Linked DNA regions of Zea mays: region 1 is linked to region 2. A link is a contact called in public Hi-C data. All regions are on one chromosome and are shown on one strand. The core of a region is the stretch at or near the end of the contact, and the rest is flanking DNA. Distances in the headings are between cores, read along the strand shown.

Region 1 (6,815 bases), core at 710-3,209, 130 kb after region 2:
TTTAACTCCAGATGTCTTGCTGATTAATCTTGCCTGCGATGATCTGATTCCACGCAGGTCAAAATCTCGTCAAGTTGGGCCTTAAAAGTGCATGGCTTTGTTTGCTGACATATACTGTTTCTCCACCATTGGTTTACATAGTTTACTTGTTGAAAATTATACCTGCATCGTGTTGTTACCTCCTAGTTGTAACAGTGTGCTTTGCTCGAGTACACATAGAATACCAAGGAGATTAATCAACCATTAAGATTCATGTGAGGTTAGCATTATACCAAGCTAGCAAAACCATGCGTTTGAACTTGCATTCCTTCTCGAGATTGTACACTGTACAGTATGCTCTTTGTCAGCTGACGTGCACATGCCAACGCCAAACCCTGTCTGCCGAATAATCCTCCGAAAACACAAGCAGGAGGTGCGCGCGACGCGGATCTCGTTCTCGTGAGACCAAATGAAGTTCCGGGCAACAAGTGATCTCCCGCCAACTGCTGGATCTCTCATGTGCACCAGCCGCACCGGCAGAAGCTGGGGCAGGAGCAGATGCAGCAGCCGCATCGCCACCACGGGCACCGGCAGCACCAGGAGTAATCGAACCAGCAGCAGCCGCAGCAGCAGCACCCGGCGTCGCCCCTCCGCCGCTCCTCCTCCGTCGTCATCTCCATGAAGGCCGACACGGGGGGCTCCAGCTGCGGCTGCTCTTCCTGCGGCGGCGGCTGCTGGCCCTCCTTCTCCAGCGGCTGGTACAGCGCGCTGCTGACGAGGTCTTTCTTCCTCGGCGACGTCTCCGCCAGTCTGCACGCAGGTGGTTGATTGCTTTGCACGGTCATTGTTGACAGGACGAGACCAACAGCGGGCGGGCATCACCGTACGTAACCTACATTGGGAACGCGAAGGAGAAGTTGCTGGAGCTGCTTCCGGAGCCGCTCTCGTGCCGCCGGAACGCGGCGGCGGCGGCGGCGGCTCTCGTGGCGTCGTTGCCCGGCGCCGCGAACTCCTTGGGCTCGGCCGCGTCCACCGGCTCCGCGCCCTCCGCCAGGGACGGAAGCTTGGAGTCCGCCTCCGCCATGGCCTCGTCGTAGAAGAAGTCGAAGTGCGACCTGCTGCTGCCGGGGTACAGGTCGCCGGCGCCATGGATGCTGAAGAGCGACTCGTTGGACGCCATGCTCCACTCGGCTTGCGACACCGACGTCCTGTGCTGGAACACGGACGCCGGGATCCTCCCGGGGTCGAACCCGCCGGACCCCGCCCCCGCCGCTCCGAGGTTGGCCGGCCAGACCGGCGCCTCCGCCAGCGAGGCCCCGCCGTCCGACGACGCGAACGAGTCGTCGACGGCCGGAGGCGGTGGCTCCGGCCACGTCGCCCAGTCGTCCGGCTTGGCCTCCGCGCTGTGCACGGCGGGACCGGCCTGCTGTACGTCCTTCGTCACCGCGCAGTCAGCCGGCTCGCCGTGCACGTGGGCGGCTCCGGCTCGTTCCTCCTCCGGCGTCGCCGATCGGACCGTTTTGGCCTCCGCTCCGTGTCCGTGCTCGGGCAGCACCGCCGCCAACGGGTTGACGAGCTCGACGTCGACGACGTCGATGTGGCACGGGATATCATCAGCCGACGACGCGGACGACGACGAGGAGGAGGACGAGCTGGAGGTCGACTTCCTGCCCGGATCGAGTTCGGTGGCCTCCTCCTCTGGCTCGTCCGGCGCTCCCATCGGAGAGAAGGGCGACGACGTCGGCGACCCGGGCTGGGGCTCCATGAACACGTCCTGCAGCAGCCATGGCAGGCATGTTTCAGATAATCAATCATCCGTATGCGTTAATCAATCTCCTGAAGTTTTAAACCGCCGTCGTCGTCATCAGTTAGGGGAAAGAAACAAATCGAAGGATCATCAGCGAGCGGTAATCCTTTGCTCGCCTGAAGAACAGGAGGGGACGGGGCTGCCGGCGCCTTGCGACGACCGAGGGACCGGGGCTGCGCGCAGCCGCTGCAGCTAAGGACGGCACCGCCGTTTTGGCGGTCGGTGCCACCCGTGGGTGTGAGGTCACGCTAGCTATTTTTAGTTAACTCGCGTCGTGTCGGTGTCGCAGCGAATCATTACGGCGCGACGAGGCCGGGGAAGCCACGAAACGGAAACCATCCTTCTCATCCTGGCCGGCTGGCCCGGGCCAAGTCCAGGGTCGCCGCCGCCCGCGTCCAGGTTGGTTGATGGCACGGGTGAAGGTGTAGCCGTAGAGTGCTTCCGTGTTTGCCACCGACCGGGGGAGGACTGCCAGCGCCGGCGCCACCTTGGGCCATTTCGGGCTTTGGGCTCGAGACTTGGGCCTTTTGGGGCTGGAAACGAACAACCCTACATAGTGGTCCAGGCTGGCTTTCCGCACCCAGAACTCTCTTGGTTTAACCGCGCCTATGTGTTTTCAGGGGAAAAAAGATTGGGACATTAATTTCTTGATGAATTATCTTGTATAACTGGCCTGACTATAAATTTTATTCTTTTAATTAAAGAATCAGCGAGTCCATTTTGTGTATAGACATATGGTACATAATGCTCTACTTTTATGCCCAGGTCAAGATAATAGTCATTAAATGCCTTTTGAGGTAAACTCTCCAGCATTATCCATCATGATTGACTGTATACGGCTCTCCGGTAAGTTCGCACACAAATGGATAATCTAGGCAATAATTTTCTCAAATACGTGGTTTCGCGTGGACAACAAGCACACGTGGCTCCACCTAGTAGAAACATCTATAAGGACTATAAAATATCTGAAGGGCCCCAACAGGGAGTTGAACCACATATGTAACCCTGAAGTCTCTACAGGAAACTCAGGGACTCAGTCTTTACTTTCAGGTAAGAGGGCTTAGTTATCAATTTTCCTTTAGCACAAGAAACACATAGAAAATCTTTAGGAATTTTGTGTGGCTTTCATGTCATGGTCAGAAGAGCTAGTTATGATGTTTCGCATCATCCTTAATCTAGGGTGTCCTAATTTTTCATGTCATATTCGAAAAGACTCATGATTTTTAAATATAGTAAACATCTCAACAAATTTAGGGGTGGTTTAATTCTAGAGTAATACAACCCAGAGGAGGTGCCTTGTGCTCTTTTTACCACTTTTGTCTCACATTCATACGGTGTTGTGATATGGAGGTATTCAACACCACCTTCACACGCAGTTGTAACATGATAGCTGCTACAATGGATATCTTTGAACGTGAGGAGAGTACAAGTTGCTCCCGGATATAGGAACGCTTCTTCAATGAAGATCCTAGTATCGTTAGGGAGGACAACAATTGCTCGACCGGAGCCTACAATGCGACCATTATTGCCAGCAATTGCAGTGATATTCTCATTCCTCTTCATGAGTGTCTGAAAATATTTCGTCTCTCTTAGCATTGAATTTGTGTCAGCGCTATCGATCAGGCATGGTTCATCATTTTCCTCCATCGTGGGAAGTGAAGGTCTTATTCTATATAAACATAATATCGATAACATGTAACAAAATAAAAAATAATTAAACCATATGTGAGAAATAAATAAAAATGCAAAGCAGTTGATCTTAATCAACCAAATAACGCGTGCTCAACAGGGGCATTTATTACATCATAACCAAATAAATGTTCTTCCAAAAAATAGTCACCAAGAAAATAAACGTGGAGCTAATGACTGATAACGTGACAATCTACATGAGAACATCATTATCGAAGTCGAAGTCTTCTTTGCCTAACGAGGCATCAACATTCATGGCAGCATGCTCAGACTGTGCAGCAGGCTGAGACAACTCGATGTGCTCCCCAGTCGTGGCATCTACAAGCGCCTGGATAAAATGAGCCTATGGGTTATGGTGTTTCTTCCATTCTTGATATATTTCAATTAGGTGTTTCTCAATGTTGCATGTACGAGACCAGTGCTGCTGGGACCCGCACCTGAAACAACTTTCGTCAGCATGATTTGAGGCACTTGCATTGCCGTTCTGGGGGTTGCTTTTGCCTCTTCCACGACCATTACCACTGCTACCTGAAAGGGAAATAGGGTTTAACCTTTTCCTATAAATGATTTTGGTGGTTGAATGCCTAACACAAATATTGGACTAACTAGTTTGCTCTAGATTATATATTCTACAAGTGCTAAAGGTTCAACACAGACCAATAAAAAATCAAAGTTAGGGTTCAAAAGAAAGGAGCAAAAGAAACTGAAGAGAACTCTGGTCTGGCGCACTGGACAGTGTCCGGTGCCCAGGGCCGTACGACTTCAAACTTGCCACCTTCGAGTTTCTGGAGAGCCGCTCCGCTATAATTCATCGGACTGTCCGGTGTGCCACCAGACTGTCCGGTGCACCAGCGGAGCAACGACTCCAGCGCAACGGTCGACTGCAATGGACACCTGCAAAAATGCTACAGTGCGCGGATAGTTCGCACAGAGTTAGAGCAGCCGCCAGAAGGCGCACCGGACAGTGAACAGTGCCTGTTCGGTGCCCCAAGAAGTCAAAGCTCCAACGGTCAAAACTGTCAGAACCCTAACGGTTGGGTGACGTGGCTGGCACACCGGACAGTGTCCGGTGTGCCCATCGACAACAGCCTTCCCCAATGGTTGAATTGGTGGTTGGGGCTATAAATACCCCCAACCACCTCCACTCCAACCATCCAAGCATTCACTACTCCTCATTCAATACAAGATCAAAATACAACACTCCAAGACACAAATCAAAGCCTCCGATCCAATCAAAGTCCACAATTCAACTCTAGTATTTTAGGACTTGTGAGAAGATCATCTTGTGTTCTTTGTTGCTCTTGTTGCTTGGTTGACTTTCTTCTTTCTCTCATTCTTACTCTCAAAGCCTTGTAAGCAAAGCAAGAGACACCAATTGTGTGGTGGTCCTTGCAAGGTCTAAGTGACCCGGGAAATCAAGGAAGAAAGCTCACTCGGTCTAGGTGACCGTTTGAGAGAGGGAAAGGGTTGAAAGAGACTAAGTCTTTGTGACCACCTCAACGGGGATTAGGTTCATTAGAACCAAACCTCGGTAAAACAAATCACCGTGTCATCCCCTTTTATTTCTTGGTTGATTTGTTTTCTCCTCTCGTTCGGACTTAACCTTTATTCTAATGCTAACCCCGGCTTGAAGTGTGCTTAGAGTTTGCAAATTTCAGTTTCCGCTTATCCACCTCCCTCTAGGCGACTTTCGATTGGTATCAGAGTTCGGTACTTCATTAGAGTCTAACCACTCGAAGTGATGTTGGGAGGATCCGCCAAGAGGGAGATGGAAACGGGCACAAGCCACGGGAAGGCTCCATCAAAGGAGTTTGGCACCAAAGGAAGGGAGGAATCACCTCCACGAGTCAAGACGCATCGGAGTGGCGACAAGAAAAAGAAGATAAAGAAAGTGGTCTACTACGAGACCGATTCTTCGTCGCCATCCACCTCCGGCTCCGACGCGCCGTCCGTCACTTCTAAGCGCCATGAGCGCAAGAAGTTTAGTAAGACCCCTTACGTTATCCCCGCATCTCTAAACGCGCTCCTTTACTTTCCGTCCCATTATGCAAACCACCGGTTTTTGACGGTGAAGATTATTGTATGTGGAGTGATAAAATGAGGCATCACCTAACCTCACTCCACGCAAGCATACGGGATATTGTTGAGTTTGGAGCGTAGGTACCATCCGTGGGGGATGAGGGCTATGACTCGGACGAGGTCGCCCAAATCTGGCACTTTAACTCCCAAGCCACTACTATACTCCTCGCCTCTCTATGTCGAGAGGAGTATAATAAGGTGCAAGGGTTGAAGAGTGCCAAGGAAATTTGGGACGTGTGTCACACCCGGGTTTGGAAGGTAAACCGAATGCGAACCATGTACGTGCCAGTCAGAACTCACGTACACAGCGATTACATAATTGGACACCATCACACAATGCTTGAATTAAATAGCAGAAATGTACTTAGTTACATCAAGATGTCTGAGACATCCACAGAGTCTAATACATATCTATAGTGTTCAATATTAAATCAAAGTGCGGAGTAACGAAATGTAGAATGTAAGCCTACATAGGCAGCTGACTAGGGGTTTGCCACTAAGATAAACTAGAACTCATTGTATTCCTGGAACTCCTCGAAGTCATCCATGTTGCCAGCTTCACCTCCTGAGCACTAAGAACAGTGGGGACAACCTAGGGTGGGGTGGTTTGTAAAGCAAGGGCGAGTACACATCAACGTACTCAGCAAATGCCCTGTTTGGCTAAAGTGGACTAGCTGTATGTGGAGTTAAGGTTAAGCAGTTGCTTTTAGTTGGTCGAGTTTTATTACTATAAGTAGAGCCAAATTTTAGTAATAACCCAGTTATTACCCAAAGGCACTCCCTCCAAGAGGAAATACCAGAGATCAAAATTATAATCATCATTGCTAATCATCATCATAAAAGTAACCAAAGTTCTTCTAATCGAAGAGGATCCCAAGGCTGCTCATAACCGCGAGCACGACTGATTTACCAGTTTCTAACACTCTGCAGAGGTTGCATATTTTACCCACAAGCCGTGATTTCCATTCTGCCCAGGGTTCTAGCCTCCCCATTGATCACTACCAAGGTGACCTAGCAGGGTCTCACTACGTAGCCTTTACAAAGATTTCCCATAGGGCATAGCCGCCCGTTAGGTTTCTCCAGTTTGATAAACACAGTACATCTCTCCAAAGGAAGGGTGACTAACAAAACCAAATCGAAGAACCTCTGCAACCAGCCTCGGTAGAGCAAGTACTGTGCCCGGACCCCATTGACGGCCCTACATCGAAGCCAACTACTCCTCTGGTTCCTCTAATTAATCAGCTAAGGGCGTCCCATTCCA
Region 2 (6,804 bases), core at 2,433-4,932:
CTGAAGGAATATTAATCTCTAGTTTTGGCATTTTAGAGGGTGCATTCATCAGGCTACACAATACATCCAAGACCAACATATCATCTGCAACCATAACAGAACACAAGCAGTCAAATATTTTCATCTAAAACAGTAGTAACTAGTAAAACATTACAATGCTTATTAACCTTAGCAGTACCAAGAATTACTAACAAGGATGCCTTTCAACAATAATATGAGTGAAATCCTATGACAAGGAATATGCACCAAACAGCAATTATGTGGTTGAGGAAGTAAACATAATGAATGCTCAATCACATATTGTACATGGGGTCAGGGGTTTTCTCTGGTTGCATTTTTGTAAAACTAGTTCATCTGTGTGCTAGATCTGTATTTTATTTTTCCAAAGTAGTGGGCTGGAGGCTAACGGGTTGATGGGGTGTGTGCTCAGGCCCAACCTTTCAAAACATGGTCTGGAAATCTAGTATGTACAATGGAAATCTAGTGCACGAGAATGAAGTATTTCATATACAGAAAACAGAATTGGAAGCGAGGCACAAAATGATGTCTGGATAAATAATGAGTATGTTGACATTTTGCCAATAAAAGTGAAAAGAAAAGAATAAACCAATTGCTAAAAGTACCTTCAGAAATATTGTCGATAAATAACTGATTGTTGTTTAATAAATCAACTGGCTTATTCCCTTCTTTAGATGCCATCGTTGTCTCATGATCAACTACACCAGTCTGACCTTCCTCCATAGTTTGCTGAATTCTTGTTTTCTTTGAATGTTGTTGACATGTCGCTACATGCCCAGTTCCTATGGTCTCCAACAAACAATGATCTTGACCAGCCTTGTGTGCTTCAGCGAAGCCAGAAACTCTGTCAGGAGAGTACTTATTTGTTGGGACAATAGCAGAGTCGTTATTGGCTGCTTCATATTTTCTCTTGGTAGAACTGATGACATTTTCAATTCCTGGTGTGGCCTCATCAATGGTACTCCTGTCTGCAGAAACTATAGCTGGTATACGAGGAGTACGCCTCCGAACAGCATGATTTCGGATGTACCTGACCAATTCTGAAGAAACTAAAAAAATGTAAATTCTTAGGCGACAAATTATCCAATAAAATGGTACTTCTCAAACTTTCTGTTAACAGTTTCCTCCTTAGTTGGCAATCCTTATGAGAAAGACTGAAATGTTATTAAGGGAAACAGAAGATGACATGTTTTTGTTATAATACTCACCGCCATAGTATCGACTCTGGAATAAATCTGAAAATCCAGAAATTTTCGCTTCTTGACAGTTGGGCAGGTCAGGTCCATCAATTGATTTCGGTTTTTCACCATGTTTCCTTGCCTTTCCAGATGCTCTGACTACGTGATCATATCCTCTATGAGTCGTGGTTTTCTCCTGACATTTCAAGCATCACAAGTCAGTCAACGAAAAAATGTCAATTTAATTCAGATAAAACCATGTTTTGTAGGTATGCTGGTAAAAAATAAGAAACTAGGTTAAAACTGTGTCAAGTTCTATAACTTTTACAATTCACTTGTTTTGTCTTGTCTATCCCACATTGCATTTCCATCTCATCATGTTTTATGATTCACCCGTTTGTATGAATTGTGCTTCTAAGCCTAAGAAGTGCCAAGTATGGCAAAATGACCCAAGTGGCTCTAGGTTGGACGTCTTTTGATGTTAGAAACACCATCACCACTATGAGTTGGTGACATTTGACTGATGATTACTCTAATGTTATATAGATAGTGTTATGAAAAATGGTGCACCATTGCATTGCATTTATATTTGAAAGTAATTTACAATGGTCATGATTTTATTGTTGTGAAAAATATTTCATAACAAGAGAATGGTAAAAAAAAGTTAGCTTTGGAGACTGCGCCAAGCCAAATCATACATTAAATTATTAAAGAAAGGGGCTATATAGCTATTCTTATTTAATGAAATTATCATAGCATATTTTGTAACAATAATGATCAGGTGTGCTGATCTTCATTATAACAAGCTTAGCATGTTAGCTTCATATGGGACAAATGTTCACTTGATCAAATAAAAAATGAAAGAAAATGAGATTTGAGAGTCGTTCTACATATAAAAAACAGTAATTCGAACAAGTAACGGATGAAAAGCTAACCGAAGCATTGTGATGACCAGTCACCAGCGCAATAAATCCCATGGCAGTGGCTTGATGTTCTGGAAGAGATAAGAAAGTCTACCAAAAGGAATGAAACATGTCAATCAACAAGGATCATAGAGTGCAACATGGCATTCAAGCTGAACTGTAGCTTAGATGTGTTTATTTGGCACGAAGATATGCATTAAAACATGAACATCCAAATAAGTACTATTTCTGCGAAATTCAGACTCACCCGATGTAAAGTGAAAAGAGACTGCACCATGTCCGATGACTTAGTGCCTATCGCTATGCTGATCTGCATAACCAAATTCGCCGATCAAAATTCACACAGCCATGACACCTCGAATGATATTTACAGATGATGGAGCAGATCAAAGGGAAACAGACAGTTCGAACCTTTCTCCAGTCCATCCCATATTGACGGTAGGCTTCATAAAAATTTGTAAGTTCATCCTTGCTCCATTTGGGATCAAAGTCTGAGAGTTTCCTCCTCTGCAAAATCAAATTATTTTGATGAATGAGAGAACTGAATACTACATCAGTGCAGAATAGAATGCTAGTTTAGATGATATGATGTCACGATCACTGGTCGCTATCTACAGCCCATCTATCATAAATCTCTGTACAGCTTCCAAGAGAAATAATTATACGTACTTTCTGTTTAGCTTTGCTTGAACTAGATGGATCATCATGCTGCTGTTGATATTCAGATCCTTTTACTATGATCTTGTTAATAGTTCGAGAACCCTTTGATGGGCCCATCAAAACTGTCCTTGCCTTCGGCTCAACAAATATTGCTGCGAGCAACAAACAAAGTGCGTGAAAAGCAGTGCTAAACCCGCTGCTGGAGGGACGAGCGTCGCGGCGGCTTCGGGGTTCGGCGGGAGAAGGAGGAGATCGAAACGGGCACACGGTGCTGGCGCGTGGGCAAGGCCGACTCCGGAGGAGCGCTTCGCTTGTAGCTGCGAGCCTGCGATCCAGGCCAATGTGGCCTCGCGAGCAGCGAAGATGCTTCTGCCGCCAGCACCCAGCAGCCGCGCTTGACTCGATTACTCGCAGCCACAGCACCGAGGGCTCCGACGAACCCGGCCTCCCTCCCTCCCCCGTCACAGAAACAACGCAAAACCCGCAAATTCCGCACCCCGCAAAACCACGCAGAAAACCACGAGCACAAATCGACCTCACACCCGAACCACACCGGCGGAGACCCCTCACATCGAGGAATCCCAGAGCTAAGACCCGCACAGGAGCTCACCTGGATCGGATCTAGACGAAACAGCGCGCGCGAGGGCGCCTTTCGAACGCCCGAGCCGCGCTCCCAGACGGCGCCGGCGCCGCCGCGGAGGCGCAACCACGCGGGCAGAGGCTTGGGTATCGGCGGCGAGAAGGTGCTGCTCTGGGGCCGGTCGCGGCGGCGTGGATGGATCGGAGCGAAGATGGGGCGGCGAGTGGGGGTGGGGTGGCCGGTTTGCGTTTCTGCTGCGCTGCGGCCGCGGCTTGGCGGGCGGGGGGGATACATACAAGTAGAGAGAAAAGGGAAGGGGAAGACCGGAAGAGGGGGGGACGTGTGGGAGCTTGGGCCGGTGGGTGGGGCGCTTACAGGTGGGGCACACGCGAATTCCCGCGTTTGAAAATTAGGGTCGGGCGAAGTGCAAGCTGGGGAGACGGGCGCGGCGCAGCGTGGGCCTTGGACTGTCGCGTGGGTCTTGGGCCGGTGGGTGGGTCTGTGGCGGTCGAGAAAGCACGCGTGGCGCGTGGCTAGCTGCCTTTGAACTGTTCGTTTCTAGTAGCAGAAGCAAACAATAGCCTTCGTGAAATTTTAGGATAAAATTATTTTCATTAAACTCACTGTAACATAAGCCTCGGATGAATTTATTTGATAATATGAATGTTAACATGTTTTTATGAGATTTTACAGAGTCTAAAGCATGCTATATTTTGCTTTCTCTGTTCCAGTATATAAGTTGTGACCACCTCTAGTTTAAAGACTAAAATATGTACTTAATTGTCTCTATAGCACTGCATCGATGCGTGTATATTTATATTATAGAATAAGAACAAAAAAGTGGTTACGTCTTATATCGCGGGGACTGAAGGAGTAGTAATTTAGAATAGAGACACACTCTAGGTCCCTCGCTAATGGTGATTTAAACAAAATACTGTAAAAGACCCGTAAGTTACTCACTCCATTAAAAAAACAGGGCGTTTCCCAAGCGGAATTGCTAGATCCGTGATTTATTACCGCGCGCATGTATGATATGGAAGGCAATCGGCTGGCCTTTGTTGCATGGCTGAAAATATTGTATGTGAATATTTTGGAGCGCTATGGAACATTTTGTTACCGCCCACTTTGCAATCCTACCCGAGGCCTCTCGGCACTGGATGATCTCCCCCAGGGGGAAGGATGACACCACAGTTACCGGATGAGACTTGAAGTAGTGTCGCAGCTTCCGCCGCGTCAGGATCACCGCGTACAGTAGCTTCTGAACTTGTGGGTAGTGGATCTTGGTTTCGGACAGTACCTCGCTGACGAAGTAGACTAGCCTTTGAACGGGCAACGCATGCCCCTCTTCTTGCCTCTCAACCACAATCGCGGCGCTAACCACCTGAGTGGTCGCGGCGACGTAGACCAGGAGGGCTTCTCCGGCAGCTGGGGGCACCAAGATAGGCGCCTTTGTGAGGAGCGCCTTCAGGTTCCCGAGGGCTTCCTCGACCTCAGGGGTCCAAGTGAAGCACTCGGCCTTCCTTAAGAGGCGGTACAGAGGTAGACCTCTTTCGCCGAGGCGTGAGATGAAGCGGCTCAGAGCCGCGAGGCATCCCATGACCCTCTGTACGCCTTTCAAGTCCTTGATGGGCCCCATGCTGGTGATAGCTGCGATCTTCTCCGGGTTGGCTTCGATGCCCCGCTCGGAGACGATGAACCCCAAGAGCATGCCTCGGGGTACTCCGAAAACACACTTTTCGGGATTGAGCTTGACGCCTTTCGCCTTGAGACATCAGAATGTCGCTTCAAGGTCGGAAAGGAGGTCAGAGGCTTTCCTCGTCTTGACTACGATGTCATCGACATAGGCCTCAACCGTGCGGCCAATGTGTTCGCCGAACACATGGTTCATGCACCGCTGGTACGTCGCGCCCGCATTCCTCAAGCCGAACGGCATGGTGACATAGCAGTACATGCCGAAGGGTGTGATGAAAGAAGTCGCGAGCTGGTCGGACTCTTTCATCCTGATTTGATGATACCCTGAGTAGGCATCGAGGAAAGACAGGGTTTCGCACCCAGCAGTGGAATCCACGATTTGGTCGATGCGAGGCAGAGGGTAGGGAACCTTCGGGCATGCTTTGTTGAGACCAGTGTAGTCTACACACATCCGCCATTTCCCCCCTTTCTTTCTCACAAGCACAGGGTTGGCAAGTCATTCGGGATGGAATACCTCTTTGATGAACCCTGCCGCCATTAGCTTGTGGATCTCCTCGCCTATGGCTCTGCGCTTCTCCTCGTCGAATCGGCGCAGTGGCTGCTTGACGGGTCGGGCTCCGGCTCGGATGTCCAGCGAGTGCTCGGCGACATCCCTCGGTATGCCAGGCATGTCCGAGGGACTCCACGCGAAGACGTCGGCGTTCGCGCGGAGAAAGTCGACGAGCACTGCTTCCTATTTGGGATCGAGCCCGGAGCTGATCCGGATCTGCTTGGAGGTGTCGCCGCTGGGGTCGAGGGGGACGGACTTAACCATCTCCGCTGGCTCAAAGTTGTCGGCATGACGCTTCACGTCTGGCACCTCCTTAGAGAGGCTCTCCAGGTCGGCGATGAGGGCCTCGGACTCGGCAAGGGCCTCGGCGTACTCCACGCACTCCACGTCGCATTCGAACGCATGTTTGTACATGGGGCCGACGGTGATGACCCCGTTGGGGCCCGGCATCTTGAGCTTCTGGTAGGTGTAGTTGGGGACGGCCATGAACTTCGCGTAGCATGGCCTCCCCAGTACCGCGTGGTAGGTTCCTCGAAACCCAACCACCTCGAACGTCAGGGTCTCCCTTCGGAAGTTGGAGGGTGTTCCGAAGCAGACGGGAAGGTCGAGCTGTCCGAGGGGTTGGACACGCTTCCCGAGAATGATCCCATGGAAGGGTGCAGCGCCTGCCCGGACAGAGGACAGATCGACACGCAGGAGCCTGAGGGTCTCGGCGTAGATGATGTTGAGGCTGCTGCCTCCGTCCATGAGGACCTTGGTGAGCCTGACGTCGCCGATGATGGGGTCGACGACGAGCGGGTATTTCCCCGGGCTCGGCACATGGTCGGGGTGATCGTCTCGGTCGAAGGTGATGGGCTTGTCGGACCAGTCTAGATAGACTGGCGCCGCCACCTTCACCGAGCAGACCTCCCGGCGCTCTTGCTTGCGGTGCCGAGCCGAGGCGTTCGCCGCTTGCCCACCATAGATCATGAAGCAGTCACGGACCTCGGGGAACTCTCCTGCCTGGTGATCTTCCTTCTTGTCATCGTCACGGGCCTTGCCACCCTCCGCGGGTGGCCCGGCCCTGTGGAAGTGGCGCCGAAGCATGACGCACTCCTCAAGGGTGTGCCTGACGGGCCCCTGGTGATAGGGGCACGACTCCTTGAGCATCTTGTCGAAGAAGTTGGCACCTCCGGGGGGCTTCCGAGGGTTCTTGTACTCGGC

Evidence for each region. A called contact is a pair of places that touch in the nucleus more often than the background predicts.
Region 1: a Hi-C map of tassel shows a contact between it and region 2, with 4 times the contacts expected there. The contact joins the promoter of LOC100381885 here to the promoter of LOC103634898 in region 2. A contact is called at or near these places in 4 of 25 Hi-C or Micro-C datasets (ear, leaf and tassel).

Annotation. Positions count from the first base shown.
Region 1 is chr8:20,831,092-20,837,906 of Zm-B73-REFERENCE-NAM-5.0, forward strand. It overlaps LOC100381885, which reads right to left and starts at 1,960. Exons shown (of 3, transcript NM_001174667.1): 1 at 1,903-1,960; 2 at 876-1,753; 3 at 279-789. The coding sequence starts at 1,744. The coding sequence ends at 495.
Region 2 is chr8:20,700,925-20,707,728 of Zm-B73-REFERENCE-NAM-5.0, forward strand. LOC103634898 (protein ALWAYS EARLY 2) reads right to left here and starts at 3,683. Exons shown (of 16, transcript XM_008657475.4): 1 at 3,390-3,683; 2 at 2,789-2,931; 3 at 2,531-2,626; 4 at 2,367-2,429; 5 at 2,132-2,209; 6 at 1,227-1,392; 7 at 624-1,058; 8 at 1-84. The coding sequence starts at 2,896.